Linked DNA regions of Hordeum vulgare: region 1 is linked to region 2. The links are chromatin contacts, called in public Hi-C maps. All regions are on one chromosome and are shown on one strand. Each heading gives the region's core, a stretch centred on a gene start, on an enhancer-like site or on the middle of the called end of the contact. The rest is flanking DNA. Distances are from core to core; before and after follow the strand shown. Region 1 holds the start of LOC123447832 (PHD finger protein ALFIN-LIKE 8). Region 2 holds the start of LOC123447833 (DNA-(apurinic or apyrimidinic site) endonuclease).

Region 1 (3,714 bases), core at 288-2,787, 160 kb before region 2:
GGATCTCATCAGATGATGAGTTCCTGTCGGAGGAGGGGATACGATGTGGGGAGCAAGGGTTAGGCGCCTCTATCTTGCCATAAGGAGTCGTCGTTGCCGCATCATAACCTCGGAGTTCCCCGTGTGAGCCATGGAGGCCCGCCTCCACCTGCAAGTACTTCGCTCCGCCGCGCCTTATCCGCGCGCCGCCGCCGTTCTGCATCGAGAAGACGCATCATCCATAGTCACTGTAGCTGCCACGTTGATTTGATCCAGAAGTTGTGCTCGAGCGCCGAAACGGAGGCAGCAAGCGGGCAGAGGTACGGCAGGCGGGTGGGTTGAGATCGACAACAGTGGTGGTTGAGGTTGGCCGCGGCGGCGAGTGGTGTGGCAGCGGTCTGGGCACAGGCCGGGGTGGACCAGGGTCGATGCGATGCGCTCGAGCGTCGCAATGGGGGCAGTGAGCGGGGAGAGGTACGGCCGCGGAGGCGGGTGGGTTGAGATCGGCAGCGGTGGCGGTTGAGGTCGGCGGCGGCGGCGAGTGCGTTGCAACGGGAGAAAAAAATATCACACGCTTTTAATCTTTTTATAATCATTTTGATTTATTAAAATAATAAGCTAACTAACTAATGTAGTCAGTCCCATCTATTTTGTTGAGGTCGTCGGCGGCGGCTTGGGTACAGGCGAGGGTGGCCGAGGGTCGACGGGAGGATGCGATGCGTACGGGTATAATTTTTGCAGCGAATCGTTTTTTTCCTTTTACGTTGCAGATAAATGATGAAGCCCGGGTTGAATAACAAAAATTACAGTTTTTTTTTTCTAAAAATGTCGCGGTGGGTTTTCCGACGGAAGCTATAGCCGTTTTATTATTACTAGCAAAATAGCCCGTGCGTTGCAACGGGAGAAAAAAATACCACACGCTTTTAATATTTTTATAATTATTTTGATTTATTAAATAATAAGCTAACTAACTAATGTAGTTAGTCCTATCCTATTTTGTTGAAAAATCAACCCGTCCATTGTTAATTTCACCATAATGAGAAATTGAAGCGCGGGTTGAATAACAAAAATTACAGGGTTTTTTTTATAAAAATAACGTGGTGAGTTTTCCGACGGAAGCAATAACCACTTTATTATTTGGTATAGATTAGGGGTATGGATTAGGTATATAGATATAGATTTGAAACGTCGAGGGCCTAAAACGATTCGACAGCACGAGATTTTCGGGTATCGGCTAATTTTCGCTTATTTTGAGGCGTGCAAAGTCGCACGGAGCCAGAGACAGCCGCTGCAAAGGGACCCACACGCCAGCGGCCCATCGGGGATGCGTTTAACCCGGCTTTACAGCGGTCAGAGCTTTGCCGCGCGTGACCGTTTTATCCGGAGGTGCAGCTGAAAATCGCAAACCTTTCCTGGGTGCGAACGCAATTCCACCAGCAAAGCAGTCAAGCAAGTGCGGTAAATTTGCAGTCGGAACCTCGACGCGATTCGAAACCCGCGCCCCGGTCCCCCGAACTGGCCATTCCGCTCCACTATCCATCTCCTCAAAATCCATTTCCTCCGCTGGTCGCCCTCCCCCCGGCTGTTCTAAAAGCCTTGCTACTCGCCTCGGCCAGTCGCCTCCGCCACCAAAACCCTAACCCTAGCCCCGGAGCTCAGGCGACACTCGCGCGCCCCGAATGGACGGAGGAGGGACGCATCGCACGCCGGAGGACGTGTTCAGGGATTTCCGCGCGCGGCGGGCCGGCATGATTAAGGCGCTCACCACCGGTGCGCGCCGCGCTCGCTTTCTTCTCCCCGTCCGATTTTTCATTTCGGCTGTTTTCCTGGGGGTCCGCGTGAGGATTTGGAGGTTCTGATTGGTTTCTGGTCTTTTTGGTTGGTGGATTTGCAGATGTGGAGAAGTTCTACCAGCAGTGCGACCCAGGTGAGCTCGCGACCGTCTCCGATTCGCCCTTCTCGGACCTCGAAATCGCCGAGGTTTCACATGGAAGTGATGCGGTTTTTTTTTTACCTGTTTGAGTGGAGTTTGTGTTTCTGGTGTGGATTCCATCTTTGCCTCTTTTCTCAAATGGAAATTTGTGCGTGACTTGTTTCTTAACTTGTTATTGGCTCTAATTTGGTAGTCCCTGTGCCCCGATTTCTGCAGGGGAATTTCGCTGGAATTCCTGTACTAGTGGGTTGGGGATTTTCCGAATTAGGAAGCTTTGTGATTTTTGCAGGAAAGGTCACTGGATTATTTTCCGTCTGTTAATTTGGTGGTTCTTGCTTTCGATCTACTAACAGATCAGTTGTACTAGAAAAATGGTGCGTGTGCGTGTGCGTGTGGGTGGGTGTCAGTGGGTGTGGGTAAGAGAGAGAGAGAGATGAGGTGGGGCGCTTGTTTTTTTCCTTGATTTGTTGACTAGTGCTCTCGGCGTCCCTTCACACAGAAAAATGATGTGTGGTGCGGTGTAACCAAATGACCATGGTATCCATCTTATGAAGGGTATTTTCGGGCTTTTATTTAATTAGTCATTTTCCACTGACATGGTGCAGAAGTTTAACAGTACTAGATCAGGCTATCCTGTGGAGAACTTTCGAGGCTTCCAAGTTTTGGTGCGCCATCTTCGTTTGGCATTCTTTTTCGCGCCTTTCGGTTAACTACCACATGTCCTCGTGATTTCAGATGTTATACTCACTAATTTGCCATTTTTTAGTGTATCCTACTGCAAGTTGGCAGCTGTGCTGTTTATCCTGAATTAGTCTTAAAATTTGTAGTACTTCATAGACCCAGAGTCTCGTGTTACATCTGGGTTAGGATGGCGAAGGCGCATTATAGAATATGATCGGACGGATCTTTTCCTCATTCTTCTTCTTTTCTCGTTTTTGTTTCTTGGGCACACAGTTGCCGTCGTGCTGAGGCTTTCTTGTCTCGGCTTATTTTTATTAGATACTCCCTCTGTAAACTAATGTAAAAGCGTTTAGATTACTAAGATAGTGTCCTAAATGCTCTTATATTAGTTTACGGAGGGAGTAGAATATAATCCTGAATGTGACCTGGAGGCTTAAGAGGTTGTCTTTCTGATTTCAGAGAAAGAGAATCTGTGTCTGTATGGTCTTCCCAATGAAACATGGGAAGTGAACTTGCCTGCAGAGGAGGTTCCCCCAGAACTTCCAGAGCCAGCACTGGGAATTAATTTTGCTCGGGATGGGATGGATGAGAAAGATTGGTTGTCACTTGTTGCGGTGCACAGTGATGCCTGGTTGTTAGCAGTATCCTTCTACTTTGGAGCAAGATTCGGGTTTGACAAAGAATCCAGGTATTGCATTATTTTAGGGGCATGCAGTTTTTTTTTAACTCCTACTTATGATTTGCTTATGGTTGTATAATGTTGCTCTACCCTTCATCTTTTAGCAAATGTTGTTATGCTCTGGTTTTAGTCATATTCTGATATTGTGACCACCGGATAGTGAGGCCTCAATTCTTATGGTGTCAATGTAACTCTTTTTCCCACGGTGTGCATCAAGCATATTGGAAGTATAAACTTTGGTCATTTGCATGCTAGGTTTGTCAACGAGAAAACAAGCTAGAGCAGACGTACCCATGCTTGGCTAGAAGACAGCTTTGAGCTTCATAGTGAGCTTGACCTTTGCTCGAATGAAGCTCACAAAAGCTCTAGTTCGGCTAGTCGAGCTCATTAGTGGTTAGGCGAAATGACAATCATTTACAAATCAGCACTAATTCCCAGGCTT
Region 2 (3,791 bases), core at 1,203-3,702:
AAAATCAAAGGAAAAAAAAAAGGAAGAAGTGGGAAAGGGGAAGGACTCCCTCCCACCAAACCAAGTAGGACTCGGTTTGGGGGGGGAGAGTCCTCCCCCCTGGCTCGGCCGACCCCTTGGGGATCCCTTGGACCCCAAGGCAAGGTCCCCCTCCCTCCTCCTATATATATATGGGGCTTTTAGGGCAGATTTGAGACGACTTTCTCACGGCTGCCCGACCACATACCTCCATAGTTTTTCCTCTAGATCGTGTTTCTGCGGAGCTCGGGCGGAGCCCTGCTAAGACAAGATCATCACCAACCTCCGAAGCGCCATCACGCTGCCGGAGAACTCTTCTACCTCTCCGTCTCTCTTGCTGGATCAAGAAGGCCGAGATCATCGTCGAGCTGTACGTGTGCTGAACGCGGAGGTGCCGTCCGTTCGGTACTAGATCGTGGGACTGATCGCGGGATTGTTCGCGGGGCGGATCGAGGGACGTGAGGACGTTCCACTACATCAACCGCGTTCTCTAACGCTTCTGCTGTACGATCTACAAGGGTACGTAGATCACTCATCCCCTCTCGTAGATGGACATCACCATGATAGGTCTTCGTGCGCGTAGGAAAATTTTTGTTTCCCATGCGACGTTCCCCAACAGGGACGTGAGGACGTTCCACTACATCAACCGCGTTCACTAACGCTTCTGTTGTACGGTCTACAAGGGTACGTAGATCACACATCCCCTCTCGTAGATGGACATCACCATGATAGGTCTTCGTGCGCGTAGGAAATTTTTTGTTTCCCATGCGACGTTCCCCAACATCCTCTTCACGAAAAACCGAACACAGATCACAAGTATTAGGACAACAATAAAAGCAAACAGAAAGTGACCATAAAGCGACCAGTAGGCAAACTACAGGAAGGGAACATCCAATTCCTTAGCTCTAGCCCTTTGCTAGAGTTGACACTCACTTCTAATTGCGTCTGGAAACTCCCCGGCCCTGTATGCATCTACTATGAGATGGTTCATTATGTCTATAGAAGAATGTTTTATACTAACAAAGCATGACAATCTTTGTTGCTTTCGGTAAATAGCAACTGATAAGAGTGACCTCACTTGGATTCCCGCCCTCCGTGTTTGAAAATACCATTGTCTTTGGGCTAACGACTCCAAGCATTTTGACAGAAGAAGTCCAAGTGCTATAATAACACCTTCATGCTTGAAAGCTTCTTTTCGTGAGGACACATTAATAAATTCCTTTATAAGCAACGGACCAGAAGATAGAGTGAGTACCTTGAGCAATGCGAACAACCCAGAAAACTGAATGTCCCTTTCGTAGCATGAAACAATTATCGAGAAAAGAGATAATTTCCTAGCATTGATTTTGTCCACAAACATTTGTGTACTGAGTGCCTACTTGATCTGCAACTTCCAACTCAGGTATGACTTTCTCTTCAAGAGGCTTTCTAAAGCCCTTCTTCATCAAGGAACTCATCCACCACAACAACGCCGTGCTGAAAATCCAGCAACCGAGAAAGGTGACGTCGATCTCTCAGAATCGAAATCATCCTGAATGGCGTCATTGCTTAGCAAGTTGTGCAAACCAGTTGCTTTGTTGGCTCCTGCGTCGACACATTCTGTTAGAAAAATGTAAACCAAAATGATGCATAGTGTTATGGTGAGTAACTAATGAGAGGAAGAAGTGAGGTTTGGATTTGATTACTAACAGCAAAGAAATGGCCCAAAGAGGCACCGATTGCAAGCAACGCTAGGGCTCCTTACCAAAACATGAAGAAATCTTCCGAGTCTGCATGTCGGTCTAAGGAGGAAAGGTGGACAAATTGGCAGCGATGTGCCTTAGTGGAAGCAAGCCTCGAGGCGAGTTTGGCAGCGTGGGCAAAGGTGAGGCGAGGAGGAACTTTTTGGTACCTGGTGGCAACGAATCCCTAAGACTGAGACGAAGTGGGAGGCCGCTGGAAAAACAAGGGCGCTACAGCACGGGTGCATGCACCTTGTCGGGGGAGCGGGATAGCACACTCGTCGTGTCATGGGGACTGGGGACCTGGGACACTATATGATACTCTCTCTGTTCCTAAATATAAGTTTTAAAAAAAATTATTAGTGATTATATACAAAGCAAAATGAATGAATCTGTACAGTATACATGTATACATTCATATGTAGACCGTTAGTGAAATATAGAGACTTATATTTAGAATTGAAGTAGAATTATTAGGGCGTGCGCTGTGCATGGATGCCCTGATTTAGAAGTCGTCCGAGGTGCTCCGCGGCAGTGCCTGCGAGCGCCACCGGCGCAGTAGGGGTCAAGCCGGCGAGGAAGGCCCGACGAGAACGGAGAGTGTCGCGGAGGCGGCGGCGGCTGCTGGGCTTCTTGGGCTGAGATGCTGCTGGGCTTCTTGGGCCCTACCTAAGATACCGAAAGGCACCTTTTATCGGCAGAAAGAAAATATTTTGCCAGACCAGCCTCGTTGCTCCACTTCCGGTGTTCCCTCCTCTGCTGGCGGCTGCCGAGGAGCGGAGCCGCACCAGCCCAGCCGGCCATGAAGCGCTTCTTCCAGCCCGTAGTCAAGGACGGCTCCCCCGCCAAGAAGAGGCCCGCCGGGGCCGCGACCTCTGACTGCGTTGATGGCGCCGCCCCCACCGGGGCCGACGCCGCCGGGGAGGGCCCTCCCGGCGAGGAGCCACGCAGGTTCGTCACGTGGAACGCCAACAGCCTTCTGCTCCGGATGAAGAGCGACTGGTCCGCGTTCTGTCAGTTCGTCGCCCGCCTCGACCCCGACGTCATCTGCGTCCAGGTGAGCCGAGGCAAAGAGGGATCATTCGGCGCCCTTTTCTATGTATGTGTCCGGATTTGCTTGCTACCCCAGCTAAGGGTTTGGTTTTAGCCTGCAATGCCGTGTGCTGCTCGGAGGGGTTTTTAGGCGAGTGCGCTGCAATGTGGCACGCAAGAGCCGCCGTTGCTCGCAGGCATTTCGTCTAGCGCATTGGGGCGTGTACATATTAGTTGCCCTTTTGTGCAAGATTAATCCAGTTCTGGTATTCTAGGGTTTAACCCATCTGAAGCTGGCGTGCTGCATCCCTCGCGAGATTGATGGTGCCAGTTATTGTAGATGACTAGCTGGTGATTGATTATGAAGACAGAGATTCCTGCTGTGCATTTTTCTGGTTGTTTGGCATGCTGCGCTATATTTGCTCATGATACAGCAAGGCCTGAGCCTGCTATGTACAGTACTATTGAGAGTAGAGAACATGCAGTGTTGATGTTGTAGTGGCTAGATTGGTGTTTGCAGAGGTTGTGTTGAGCATTTTATGAAACAGACTGAACGCTGTGAAAATATTCTTAAATCAGTGAACTGATAATTGCTTGCCTGTTTCTTGTTATCTACTCCTAGCTAGGATGGAGTATTTATCATGGATTAATGTTGGCAACATCGCGGAAAGAAAAAGTGAGAAACTTGTTGTCGGTTTATCTGTTACTTATATTAGTCCTAGTGTTCCTATCCCAGATATTCGTTTGCTCAATTAGCCACTGTCTGCTGCTACAACAAGTATTCGTACCTATACCATGTGCAGCAATAGTACAAATACAACAAAATATAGGCCATATGGTGAAGTACTTGTCAAGCTGTATCATTATATGAGAAAACTTGTGTTCTTCTATATTATTCTGCTGTCTGGATACGGTGAATCGATTAACCCTAGCCTCCTTTTGAAATTGTAGCGCAATAGTTGAAATCCAAATCCGCCTTGGGTTCTTGTTTTAGTGCAGTAGAACAGGGATTATACCAAA

The links. Hi-C and Micro-C count contacts between places; a contact is called where the count stands out from the background.
Region 1: a contact with region 2 is called in a Hi-C map of seedling, with 4 times the contacts expected there. The contact joins the promoter of LOC123447832 here to the promoter of LOC123447833 in region 2. A contact is called at or near these places in 3 of 6 Hi-C or Micro-C datasets (leaf and seedling).

What each region holds. Positions count from the first base shown.
Region 1 is chr4H:50,706,023-50,709,736 of MorexV3_pseudomolecules_assembly, forward strand. LOC123447832 (PHD finger protein ALFIN-LIKE 8) reads left to right here and starts at 1,538. Exons shown (of 5, transcript XM_045124519.1): 1 at 1,538-1,749; 2 at 1,874-1,906; 3 at 3,053-3,281. The coding sequence starts at 1,659.
Region 2 is chr4H:50,864,512-50,868,302 of MorexV3_pseudomolecules_assembly, forward strand. LOC123447833 (DNA-(apurinic or apyrimidinic site) endonuclease) reads left to right here and starts at 2,453. Exons shown (of 9, transcript XM_045124521.1): 1 at 2,453-2,796. The coding sequence starts at 2,542.